Linked DNA regions of Pan troglodytes: region 1 is linked to region 2. A link is a contact called in public HiChIP or PLAC-seq data. All regions are on one chromosome and are shown on one strand. The core of a region is the stretch at or near the end of the contact, and the rest is flanking DNA. Distances in the headings are between cores, read along the strand shown. Region 1 holds the start of EEF2K (eukaryotic elongation factor 2 kinase). Region 2 holds the start of MOSMO (modulator of smoothened).

Region 1 (6,413 bases), core at 2,547-5,046, 200 kb before region 2:
CACTTTGGAAGGCCCAGACAGAAGAATTGCTTGAGCCCAGAGTTCAAGCCCAGCCTGGGCAACAGAGTGAGACCCCATCTCTACATTAAAATTAAAAGTTAGCCAGGCATGGTGGTAGCTCATGTCTGTAGTCCCAGCTACTTGGGAGGCTGAGGCAGGAGGATCACTTGAGCCGAGGAGTTCCAGGCTGCAGTGAGCTGTGACTGTGCCACTGCACCGCAGCCTGGGTGACAGAGCAAGATCCTGTCTCAAAACAACAACAAAAAAGAAGCCTCCTTGCTTGTGCTCATCAGCCTTGGCTGCAAGAATTTGATCCAGCAACACTTTAAGGCCCAAGCCGTTTTCATCCCAGGTGGAGACAAGGTCATCGCTCTAACCACCTTCTAGGAGCCTTCTCAGTTCATCAGGGTAAGAACCTGCAGCTTTCAGGTCAACAGAACCAATCTCCCTCAACAAAAAACACTGATTCTTTTAAATTAGTTCAACCTGACGCTATTACTTTGTCTATAGCCCTGATCATTCAGTTGTTCTGCTTCAGGTGTAAGAACTGGACCAGAAATAGTGAATCCCGGAGAACGAGCTTGAACAAGTCCAAGCTTCTGCTGTTCACTCTTGGCTTTCTTCACACAGCTCCCAGAGTCCCGCAACCAGATGCCAACCCTGCCAAAAACTGGACAAGACTGCTTTGGGGACTCTCCCCACAGCAAGATAACAACCCTAAAGACATCCTTCCTGGGTGGGCATGGTGGCTCACGCCTGTAATCCTAGCACTTTGGGAGGCGGGTGGATCACTTGAGGTCAGGAGTTTGAGACCAGCCTGGCCAACACAGTGAAATCCCATCTCTACTAAAAATACAAAAATTAGCTGGGCACGGTGGCATGCGCCTGTAGTCCCAGCTCATACTCAAGAGGCTGAGGCAGGAAAATCACTTGAATCTGGGAGGCAGAGGTTGCAGTGAGCTGAGATCACACTACTGCACTCCAGCCTGGGCAACAGAGGAAGACTCCATCTCAAAAACAACAAACACTCCCTCTGGCTTGTGGCTCTGCCCTCCTCTAGGCCTTCAAAGTCGCCTTGACTTGTCCAACAAATAAAGAATGAGAGGTCTTTAGGGTCGAGGCTTGAAATGGACACACTCACATTTCATCAGCCAAAACTCAGCTGTGTGGCCCTACCGAATGGTAAGGAAGCCTAGGAAAATTCATCCAGGGAGCACCCCAGGAGGACGAGAACATGGGTACTGGTGACCCATAGCTTTCTCTGCCACATAATACAGTAAAATGTTTTAAAAGCAAATCAGAGATTTTTTTTTTTTTTAAATAGAGACCGGGTTTCACCCTGTCAGCCAGGCTGGTCTTGAACTCCTGGGCTCAAGCAATCCTCCCGCCTCAGCCCCCCCAAAGTGGCTGGGATTACAGGTGTGAGCTACCACACCCAGCCAGTGATATATCCTTAATCAGCCAAAAAGTACTGTACAGTTACAAAAAGCACAAGAAAAACAAATTGGTGGATCTTTTTTATTTTTTGAGACAGAGTCTCGCTTTGTTGCCCAGTCTAGAGTGCAGTGGTGCAATCTCAGCTCCCTGCAAACTATGCCTCCTGGGTTCAAACGATTCTCGATTCTCCTGCCTCAGCCTCCCGAGTAGCTGGGATTACAGGCTCATGCCAACATGCCCAGCTAATTTTTGTATTTTTAGTAGAGATGGGGGCTCCCCATGTTGGCCAGGCTGGTCTCAAACTCCTGACCTCAAGTGATCCACCTTCCTCAGTCTCCCAAAGTACTGAGATTAAAGGCCTGAGCCACCACGCCCCTGGCCCAAAACACCGGTAGCTCTTAGAATGTACACCGATGATTATGTGTAAACTGTGACCACTTCAGTTCTGTCTTCTGGCCTCCCCATTCCCTGCAGAGGGTAAGAACTTCGGACCCCACCCCCTTCTTTGAGAATGGGGGCTGAGAGGAGGGCGGACGCCAATCCCAGCCATGTTACACTGAAATTCATGTCGTTGAGAGGTTTTACTGTAGTTGTTGAATTAATAGCTGAACAAAGGAATGAACATCGGGTGCTGTGGAGGCCACACAGAAGGAAGACACCTGCATACGCCATCTCTGAACTCTACCTCCTTCCACCTGCCTCTTCCCCAGCTCAGCTTAAACAGCACCTGCTACAGGAAGCCTTCCCCCATAACCCTCTCCCCTTTACACACACAGTGGGCATTCTCAGCTCCCACCTGCTTGCTCTGTATTCCCATTTACTCCATCTCGCTTTTTAGAATCTGTTTATGTGACTGGCCTCCTCTTAGGGAGCTTCTGTGGGCCTGGGGATCACTCTGATCCTCGGTTTCCTCCTCGCTAAAAACATTAGGATAGACTACGTGACTCAATTCGCTGTGACTTCACAGCCTGTCCAGGGCCCTCAACCATAGGGCTCTTGGCCATCAGATGTCTCCCGGGGCCATAGACCATGACACTGTGTGCCAGGCACTGTTCCAAGCACCTGACATATACATACTCATCTACTCTTTCCAAGGATACTAAGTGGTAGATACTAATACTGTACCCATTCTACCGATGAGAAAACCGAGGGCCAGAGAGCATAAATGAGCTAGAATTCCAACCCAGGACTCCAGCCCTAGTGTTTCCTGCTTTCCTGGCTGAAGAAGCACCCACCACCGAGGTCCCAGAGGTCGGGCTCCCTGGGACCGTCCCCCTGGGCAGATCTCACTTCCCCATGCGGCCCATCTGTTGTCACACTCAGGGCGCAGCTGGGCTGGTTCCCCGAAATCCCCCAGGCGCGCGCAAAAGGATCTAGGCCGGGGCTTACCCGGGAGGCCCCCACCCCCGCGCGGCCACCGGCTTATTAATGCCCAGCCCCTTGGCACACATGTCAGCAGCGCCTGCCAACAAACTCCCGCAGCCAACAATGCAGCAAGGGCGCGTCTACACAGTCCTGGAGGTTCCGGGAATTCGGGCTGACGCAGGCCTCTAGTTCAGGGAAAAGGTGGGGGATGCGGCTCTGAGCCCTGCAGGGCACAGGAAGGCAGCGATGCGCCCACACTCTAGGGGCCCCGAGGGCGGAGGCCCCCAAACTCTCTGTCACTTGCAGCCAGATCACCGCCCATTGCTTGCCAATTGCTTTCCATATCCACATCGCCTTTAATCCGCACAACTTCCCCATTTCTCCAAAGCAAGCACTGAGCCCCAGAGAGTTTAACAACCAGAGGAGAAGCGCCCCCACACTCTCCTTCCATGCCTTCTCCGGCCCCATTCCCAAGCCCAGACCCAGCACGCTCCAGACGCCAGCTGCACCCGGGCGCACAGGCCTGCAGCGCGGGCTCCCAGCCCCCCACAGCCTTGCCGGCCGCGGTCCACACCTACCTCCCTCGGGCAGACAGGCGCGGCAGCCGCTGCCCACGGCCGCGAGGGTCCAGAGGAGTTGGCAGAGGCTCGCGGCCCGGAGCTCCAGGGTGCAGGGCGGGCGGGCCCCCCGAGAGTGCCGGGGAGCGGAGAGCGGGGAGCGCTAGCTGGCGCTCCGGGCAAGCAGCTGGGGCCACGCGGGGCAGATGGACCGATCCCAGGGCGCGCGGGGCAGTCGGAGTGATCCCAGGAAGGGCGCAGGGGCCGTTGGGACGATCCCGGGATGTGGGAGCGCGTGCCAGGGGGGACTCGCGTGCAGGCGACAGCGAGCGGGACTCGGGTGGCTGCAGGGCCGGGAGTGCGGGCGCTCGATCCAGGAAGGAAGGGAGCTGAGGCTGAAGCTGGGGCTGGTCTAGGTTGAGCAGAAGCGGGCGGGCAGGGGCGGGGCTGGCCTGGCGGGAGCACGGCGTGGCGCTCACGTGGCCGCCCCCAGGTGGCCATCACAGCGCCTGCGGCCGCCTAGCGGGCCTCCTGGCTCCGGCGCTGGCTCCCAGCCCCAGGTGCAATGGTTAGCGCTAAGTCTTGGCTCCCCCTGCTGAGTACACAGTGTCCGGTTCTCCTGCTCAAGGCTGGCCTAGCATCCGGCAGCGAGGGGGCAATTCGAGGGAGTGACCAACTTCCGTCCTCTCCCGCCTCGCCATTCTCGCCTGCTTCTCGCTTAGTTCCTGTATTCCTGTCCTTTCCAAAATCATTAGTGATCCAAGCCCATCGCTTGTTTGTATATATCTCTATCCATAACCTTAAAATATTTTTTATCGGAAATACTTTGTTTTTCCTGATTTCTGCTTTGTAAAAACAGGCACGTATGACGATTGCAATTATTTGTGTAGTTTTAAAATTAGTATCTCCTTTAGTTATTCCTAACTCTTGACACAGGGCCTGGGTGGCACACAGTAGATGCTTAATAAATACCTGTGGCATGAGTGGTAGAGTGGCTAAGGTATAAAAAAGAAAACGAATTAAAACTAATAGCTACTGTGAACATTTTAATATTAGGTCCTTCCAGATACTTTGTTAGTGAAATTTTAGAAATTTCACACATTCTAGATAGAAAAGTAGTAACAATGACATGTTTTGAGGGATTTCTCTCATTCCATCTTCCCAGCACTTTGGGAGGCCGAGGCCGGCAGATCACCTGAGGTCAGGAGTTCAAGACCAGCCTGGCCAAAACGGTGAAACCCTGTCTTTAGTAAAAATACAAAAAAGCAGCCGGGCGCGCCTGTAGTCCCAGCTACTCTGGAGGCTGAGGCACGAGAATCGCTTGAACCCTGGAGGCAGAGGTTGCAGTGAGCCAAGATCCCGCCACTACACTCTAGCCTGAGGGACAGAGTAAGACCTTCTCTCAAAAAACAAAAACAAAAACAAACCACAAACAAAAAAGAAAGTGAAAAGACAATCAGAGAATGGGGAAAAAATATTTGCAAATCATATCTGATAAGGGATTTGCAGCTAGAATATAAAAAGAATTGTTACAACTCAATAATAAAAGATAAATACTCCAATTTAAACATGGGCCAAAGATTGGAATAGACATTTCTCCATAGAAGATATACAAATGGCCAATAAGGACATGAAAAGGTGCTCAACGTCATTAGCCACTAAGAAAATGCAAGGCCAGTCACGGTGGCTCATGCCTGTAATCCTAGCACTTTGGGAGGCCAAGGTGGGATGATGGTGTGAGCCCAAGAGCTCCAGATCAGCAAAGGCAACATAACAAGACCCTCATCTCTACAAAAAAAAAAAAAAAAGAAAGAAAAATTAGCCAGGCTCGGTGGTGTGTGCCTGTAGTCCCAGCTACTCGACAGGCTGAGGTGGGAGGATAGCTTGAGCCCAGGAGTTGGAGGCTGCAGTGAGCTATGATTGCACCACTGCATTCCAGCGTGGGTGACCAAAAAAAGCAAGTCAAAACACACTCACTACCCACTAGCATGACTATAATCAAAATCGCAGATAATAGCAAGTGTTGGCAAGGATGTGGAGAAACTAGAACCCTCATACACTGCTGGTGGGAATGGAAAGCAGTTTGGCAATTCTTAAAAAAAATTAAACATGAAGTTACCATATAACCCAGCAATTCAAATCCTAGCAGAAATGAAAACATATGTCCACACAAAAACTTATACAAAATGTTCATGGGAATATTATTCATAATAGGCAAAAGGTGAAAACAATCCAAATGACTGATGAATGCATAATTAAAATGCAGTAGGCCAGGCGGTGGCTTATGCCTGTAATCCCAGCACTTTGAGAGGCCGAGGCGGGCGGATCACTTGAGGCCAGGCTGGTCTTGAACTCCTGGCAACAACGTGGTGAAACTCCGTATCTATTAAAAATACAAAAATTAGCCAGGTGTGATGGCATGTGCCTGAAATCCCAGCTACTCGGGAGGCTGAGGCAGGAGAATCACTTGAACCTGGGAGGCAGAGGTTGCAGTGAGCCGAGGTCACACCACTGCACTCCAGCCTGGGCGACAGAGCGAGACTCCATCTCAAAAAAGAAAAGAAGGCAGTAGATTCATACAATGAAATACTATTTGGCAACAAAAAGGAATGAACTGCTGATATATGCTACAACACAGACGAACCTTAAAAAATATGCTATGTGAAAAGAGCCAGACACAGAAGACAACATACTATGTGATTTCATTTATATCAGTGAATAGGACAATCGATCCATAAAGAGAGAAGTAGATTAGTGGTTGCCAGGGGCAGGGAAGGGAGCTTGGGGAGAGGGGGAGTGACTATTAATAGTTGTAGGGTTTCTTCTTTGGGGTGATGAAAATGTCCTAAAATTGATTGTGCTGATGGTTGCACAATTCTGTGAATACACTAAAAACCACTGAATTATACTTTTTTAATGGGTGTATGGGCCAGGCGCGGTAGCTCACATCTGTAATCCCAGCACTTTGGGACGCCAAGGTAGGTGGATCACTTGAGCCCAGGAGTTGTAGACTAGTCTGGGCAACATGGCAAAACCCCGTCTCTGCTAAAAATA
Region 2 (7,265 bases), core at 3,399-5,898:
GTTACTCTTTTTTTTTTTTTTTCCTATTCCTTCTATGGTAGTTCAAGTAGAAGCTGAGAACAGAGATTAGAGTATGGAAAGACTGGAAGAGGAAGAACAGCACGGAAGTGACAGAGAAAGTCCAAAGCCAAGAGGGACATATATTTAACTTGTTCTAAGCATGGCTGTATTATTCTTGATGTTTCCTTATTTCCTAGAACATCTAATAGAGAAAACATCATTTCTCACAGTTCTGGGCTTTCATTTCAAAACTGGATTCTGACACCTGTTCTTATAAACTAGAACAGCAATATAACAATATGTAATTTTTATTGAGCATTTACTGTATGCCAGGTACTGTTCTAAATGTTTGACATGGGTTAACTCAGTTAATTATCAATATATCCCAATGAGATGGATACTTTTATTATCCCTAATTTACACAGGAGGAAACGGAGACAAAGAGAGGCTAAAGAACCTGCCCTAAAGCTACAGAGCTATGAAGTGATGAAGTCTAGACTTGAATTCTGAAACTTTCCCTTAGTAGTTCACTGCAGTGGTTTTCAAGCTACATTCTGCAGACTATTTCAGCTCCAAAAGTTCTACTTCTAAAATACATTTTATCCGGTATAAAAACTGCAATGAAAACATCACAATCAAAACTTTATAGACTGAATATAATACACCAAAGGGAACCAACACATTAACTTTTTGTTGCCAGGTTAAGTGGCTTTTGTGCAGCTCTTGAAATAAAGCTAGACCTGTCACCACTGAGATCTTACTTGAACTTCTTGTAAATGTTTCATTGATTTGGAAGGTGTAACTCTGCACTTTTTTTTTTTTTTTTTAACTCAGGACTACATCTGCCTGCTCAGGTGAGACTGTACAGCATACAAGCTCAAGCACAACAGTAAACAAAGGAACATACTGTCCCATTCGTTTTATGTTTTGGGGGGTTTACTGCCTGACATATGTAAGGTAAGAAATACACGCTAGATAAGAATTTTAAAAATTTCCTTTGTTCCTAGTATCTCTTATTCCTCTTTCTAGCCATAATATTTAACGGAGTGGTATCCTGAGATGGCAAGGGAAACTTTTAGAAAAAAACAATCACTTCCTCGATCCCACATCAGCCACACATTGTCACTGTTACACTCTGGACCTTGTGCCTACGATCCCCTGCCATTCCACTTTGCTGGATTGATCACTCCCACTCTGACTGGTCTTCAATTTTATTGGGTCCCCTATTCCACTGGCCATGTACCATTGTACCATCTGCTATTCGACTGAACAATCCATTAGTTTTTATTCATTTTCACTCTTTATCCAGCTGACACTCCATAAGCCATCATTACAATACTTTGGCCACTATCCTAAATACCTTGGCTGCTCTGTCATTTTGTTGCAATGTATCTGGCAAACCCCAACCTTGAATGAAGCCTTCACATTATTCTTTATTATTCATTATTGTATATGAGGCTTTTACATTATTCTTGATGTTTCCTTATTTCCAAGAACACTTGGAAAATTCACCTACCTTAGTACCAAAATGACACAGCACTACTAGAAAAGGTCAAGAGGGCAGATAGGTTATCACACTGTATGTTCATGACCATCAACTTCCACGACGCATCAGTGCTGCTAGACAATCCTACTTATCACCGTTGGCAAGCTTTCTCTGCAATTATTTCGAACAGTTTCTATTTCCTCAGACCTTGGACATCCATTGCTCCTATCTCCATGGCAACTCACAGCCAATTTTGCCTCCAAATTTGAAAGAGTTATACTCATTCTATCCTTGCTTTCTTCTGAATACAAGAGGAGCTTGCCCTTTTTTTTTTTTTTTCTGTTTTCTTTTTAAGACGGAGTACCATTCTGTCGCCCAGGCCGGAGTGCAGTAGCGTGATCTTGGCTCACTGCAACCTCCGCCTCCCAAGTTCAAGCGATTCTCTTGCCTCAGCCTCCCGAGTAGCTGGGATGACAGGCATGCACCACCGCGCCCAGCTAACTTCTTTGTATTTTTAGTAGAGACAGGGTTTCACCATGTTGGCCAGGATGGTCTCAAACTCCTGTCCTCAGGTGATCCGTCCGCCTTGGCCTCCCAAAGTGCTGGGATTACAGGCATGAGCCACCACACCCGGCTATGCCCTTTTCCATCTTAGGAATGTTATGCTATCACTTATCTTTCTTCTCTTTTATATGTAACAATTCTTCTCTTTCAACTATATCTTTTGCATGGTCATTTAGTCTATTTTATCTATTGGGATTCTATCTAAAACTTCTTTGTAAAAAGATTCCTTCTGCTACAGCACTGAAACCCCTTTTCCCCTAAGTACGTGAAGCCTGAAAGTCTCATAAAAGGAGTCAATACACATGTAAGTAGGATAAAAACATCAACAGGTCACGAACTGGATGTCATACATGTAACCGTGTTAAGTTGTCGGGCAGCAACAATATTTTCATAAACAAAGCCCATAGTACCACCAAATTCGAAACCATCCTGATTCTTTCTTCATATATTTTACAATTAAGAGTTCTGCTAAAACTCTATGGGCAAGAAAAGTAGCAGAATTTTTAGAGTGTTATTTTAATAACCAGTGAATATGACAGCATGATTTTGTGTTACTAGGTCTAGATTGGGGGACAGAAGGGAGGGAGGAGGAAGCAACAAATGTCCCAGCTACCACTTTTTTTCTAAGAGCTAAAAATATTGCAGGATAAATACAGAACCATAAGTAATACTTAAAAAGTAAGTTTTGACAGCACAGTGATGCTTTTCTTTTTCTTTTTTTTTTTTTTTGAGACAGAGTCTCGCTCTGTCGCCCAGGCTGGAGTGCAGTGGCGCAATCTCAGCTCACTGCAACCTCTGCCTCCCGGGTTCAAGCGATTCTCCTGCCTCACCTCCTGAGTAGCTGGGATTACAGGCGCGCGCCATCATGCCCGGCTAATTCTTTTTTTTTTTTTTTTTTTTTTGTATTTTTAGTAGAGACGGGGTTTCGCCATGTTGATCAGGCTAGTTTCGAAATCCTGACCTCCTGATCCGCCCGCCTGGGCCTCCCAAAGTGCTGGGATTACAGGCGTGAGCCACCGCGCCCGGCCGCATTTTTATAAGAAATTATCCATGGAGGGAGCTTGACATTCCCAACCCTCCAAAAGTTCCTTCACCTGCACTGAACAAGCAGTTAAAAAACAAGACCATTCCTTAAATCGGAGCAGCTCTCCTGACAGCTGTTTACATTAATTAAGGTTTGGTCTCACAGGTCTGGGAGAGAGGGAGAAAGAGAGGCGGGGGAAGAGGGGAGGGAGAAGAGGTAGCAGGGAAAGAAGTGGCCCAAGCTGAGAAAAATCTTGGAAGCGCATTCACCTGGGGTACCCTTCAAAAAGATGCCCGCCTCTTTCCCGAGGGCACCACCTTGCCTCTCCCGCCCACAGCTCCGTGGTGGTACAGCAAGCACTGCTCCCGCTGCCGGGCTGCCTGCAACTCTAATGTGTTATTTAATTTTGTAACTACTATTAAGATCTCTCCAGCGTTTTTGTGATGCGCTGGAAAGACGCTCCATAAAATGAGGTTTATTATTAGTAGTATTATAGCTCCCGGGCCTAAAATAAAGCAGAATTATAACCACATACACACTTCAAAGGGAAAATCCGAAGCCACAAGCTTCTCAAACACTGCCAAGCGGGCAGGGGATGGGCGGGGGCGGCGGTGCAGAGGGGCTCCAATCCGGCGCCCCCCACTCCCACCAACCCCACCAGCTCTCCCAGCACCCACCATTCACCCTGCCTGGTGGGGTCAGAGCCCGCAGCCCGGGCTCGCCCCCGGCCGCAGCTTCCTCTGGTGGTGGAGGGTCTGGGGTCGGACCTGATCCCTCTCGGCCTCCCCTCGCCCACCAGCTCTTTAGTGGCTCCCGCACTGCCCCGCAGGCTGCCTCACTCCCAGCCCTAGCCTCTCCGCCTGGTTTCTAATTCCCTTGCAGGAGCCTCAGTTTCCTCCCGTCTCCCACCTTGACTTTTTTTTTTTTTTTTTTTTTTAAATCCAGAACGAAGCTCATTCCTCTGCGATCCCTCACATCGGAGGGCTGCTCCCCTCCTCCCCGGTCCGGGACTTGCCAGCCCAGCCCAGGTCTCCTCGGCCACTTTTCACCCGGCCTGGGGCGCCTCTCCCCTCAGCCCGGGGGTCCCGCTGGCGCCCGGCGGCTTCCTCTCCTCCATCCCTTTCCTCCGCGGCCCGGGTCTCCCCTCCGCCCCCGGTCTCCTCAGGCTAGCCTCCGGCCGGGACCCTCCACCCCGTCCTCTCCTCAGTCCGGGTCTCCCCTCCCTCGCGTCGCCCTCAGCCAATCTCCCGCCCGGCCCCGCGCGCCAGCGGCTCACCCGCAGACTCCCCGGTGTTGATCCAGTCCGGGTTGGCGATGCTGGCGATGGCGAAGATATCGGCGGCCAGAAAGAGACATCCTGAGATGATGGTCAGTTTATCCATCTCCCCGCCCCGCTCCCCCCACCCCCCGAGCCCCGGACAGGCAGCGGCCTCACGCCTCCCGCCCCATGGGCCGCCGCCGGGGCCCGGAGTCCCCGCGCCGCTGCCTCGCGCCCCCTCGGCCCCCGCGCGCCGCTCGCGCCCTCCGCGCGCCCGGGACCAGCAGCCGCGGCGCGGCCCGCACAGACGGAACCGCCGCCCGCCCCGGAACTGCTCGGCCCGCCCGCCCCTCACCCGGAAGCGAAGCCGCGGCGTTGGCGAGGCCGGTCCCGGCTCCCCAGCCGCCGCGCCCCAGCTCCGTCCTCCCGGCTCGGCCGGCCGCCCTGGGCCCCTCCCCGCACCGCCCGCCTCTACGTTCTGGACCCGGACCCGACCGGCCCGGCTCCGGTCCCTGCCCGGGTCCCGGTCTCTTCTGGCAGGCCACGCCACCTCTTGGCTTTCTGCCCACTAATAAGATTGTTGATGTTGATGACTGGGCACAGGCTGCGGCCCCTCCTGAGCCCCTCAGAAGCAAAACTGGAATGAGAGTGGGGAGCTGCCCGTCTTCCAGCAGGAGGCGGGCCCCGACTCCCGCCGAGCGACTCCGGGCCCCGCGCGGTCCCTGTCACCTTGTATTCTCATTGCCCGTTCCGCGGCCGTCAGCTCCCAGGATTGCCCCATTTAGCAAATAGCTTTCGACCACCCCTCTTCGTCAGACGTTGTAGGTGCAGAGGTACTGGAGTGGACAGAGGCAAGGCGCCCGCTCTTGGGGAGCTCACATTCTGGTGGGAAGAGACAGAAACACATTAAGAACCTATCTGTAAAATAAAGATAATTTCAGGTGCAGATCCCTGAATTCAATGGAGGTCAGTGTGATGGGAGTCGGAGCGATACCTGCGATAGGGAAGGATGCATTTCCGCTGAGACCATCACGATCGTAAAGACCTGCACTTTGAAGACCTGGCGCAAGACCAGACAGAGGGAACAGCCAATGCAAAGATCATTAGGGGAGGGGGGCAGAAAGAGATCAGCGTGTCCGAGGAATTGCAAAATGGCCTGTGTGGCAGGAGAGTAGTATTACAAGAGGTAGGCAGAGGCCAGGTGTAGGGCTTTGGGGGCCTTGGATTTTGTTCTGAGTGCAATGAGAAGGCAATGGAGGGTGTTTGCAGAATCCCATGATCTTACTTAATCTGTGAAGATCCATAGTGTAGCTTGTATGGGGGAAAGGCAAAGATGACAACAGGGACGCCAGTTAAGAGGCCAAGTAGTCCACGAGAGAGAAGTGTAGCTTTGGCTAGGGTGAGAGTAGTGAAGATGGAGAGGAATGGACAGATTTGGATGTTTTGTAGATAGAGGGAAGGACCTGCTGATAGTGGGGAAGGAGTTGAAAGAGAACTCAAGAGTTAAGTTTTTGACCTGAGCAACCAGGTGTTATGAGCCCGTTTACTGAGTTGTGTGTGCAGCGTCTTAAGTTGGATGAATAAACAGGAAAATAAGGCATTTGCATAATTTGTCAGCATATGCTATGGTGGAGGTTTTCTTTTCTTCCACAGCTCATGGGCCGAATCACCACTAACCCTGACGTTTGATCCAGCTCTCCCTAATGGTACTCCGTGCAGCAGATGGAGATGAAACACTCATTTTCTCCTTAAATGCCACATAGGTCGTCTCTAGAAAGACCTAGAAGAGTGACATCTGTCTCTATTTTTGGAATGCTTACATGTCCACAAAATTCAGGAGGTTTCAAATTCCACCAAATCCAACAGCCTTGCAGAAATGTGCAACAGAGTATCAGTGTCACTACATAGCTGGGAGAAGGAAGGGTTTGATTGCTGGTCTATATTGACTTTTCTGTCCAAACATTGGTCTCTTGGGGGAAAGGTTTTTTTGTTGTTGTTATTATACAATTTATTTTTCCTCTGCCACAGAAATTGACACAAGATAATTCATATACTCCAAGGATCCAGATATAATGCATATCACATTACTGCAATAGTCTTCAGTTTCTTTTTTCTTTTCTTCTTTTTTTAAATAAGTACTGGAGAAATTTAATTGAGTCATATTCTTGGCTTCTTGTTGGGGTTTTCTATTGCCCAGTGATAGAAGAAACTGTAACTATACAGGACTAAATTCCCAGATAATATCCACTGATGTTCTCTACTGGCCAGCTTAAAAGAATCCTAGGGCTGAATGTTTGAACAGTTTGCACATATTCTAACTCCAGCTGAATAGAATGATGATGATTGGGTTCTTGTGTTTACAATAAATACAAGTAGCCAAGCGTGGTGGTTTGCACCTATAATCCCAGCTACTCCAGAAGCTGAGGTGGGAGGATCACTTGAGTCCAGCAGTTCAAGACCAGCCTGGACAACACAGTGAGACCCCTGTCTCTAATAAATAAAATAAATAAATAATACAGTTCTTCCTTTTACCCTCTACAAATGGTTCTGGGTCTAAGATTAAAGCACAAGAACAACCAGTATTGAGTTAAAAGAATTTAAAACATTTTTATCATACTAATGGCTGCACATCAGTACAGAGAATAGTCACCTATCCCAAACCTTCCTACCATCCAGAATGGGAGGTGGGGTTGGCAGGGGCCAAACTGTTTAGAGATTTCCCATTAATCCTTCTTTTTATCCCTATAGCTCTTTTCTTTTCTTTTCTTTCTTTCTTTCTTTCTTTCTTTCTTTTTTTTTTTTTTTTTTAGAGATAGGGTCTCACTATGTTGTCCACGCTGGATTTCAACTTCTGGCCTTAAGTGATCCTCCCACCTCAGCCTCCCAAGTAGCTGGGACTACAGGCCCACACCACTGTGCCTGGCTGGTGTTTC

Evidence for each region. HiChIP or PLAC-seq counts read pairs in DNA pulled down with a chosen protein or histone mark.
Region 1: a contact with region 2 is called in an H3K4me3 HiChIP or PLAC-seq map of stem cell-derived excitatory neurons, with 2.6 times the contacts expected there. The contact joins the promoter of EEF2K here to the promoter of MOSMO in region 2. A contact is called at or near these places in 2 of 7 Hi-C or Micro-C datasets (induced pluripotent stem cells and stem cell-derived neural progenitor cells), 1 of 1 datasets of contacts at active chromatin or transcription factors (stem cell-derived excitatory neurons) and 1 of 1 other capture datasets (stem cell-derived neural stem cells).

Annotation. Positions count from the first base shown.
Region 1 is chr18:24,437,094-24,443,506 of NHGRI_mPanTro3-v2.0_pri, reverse strand. It overlaps EEF2K (eukaryotic elongation factor 2 kinase), which reads right to left and starts at 3,796. Exons shown (of 18, transcript XM_001161085.7): 1 at 3,381-3,796.
Region 2 is chr18:24,239,076-24,246,340 of NHGRI_mPanTro3-v2.0_pri, reverse strand. It overlaps MOSMO (modulator of smoothened), which reads right to left and starts at 4,648. Exons shown (of 3, transcript XM_016928694.4): 1 at 4,351-4,648. The coding sequence starts at 4,456.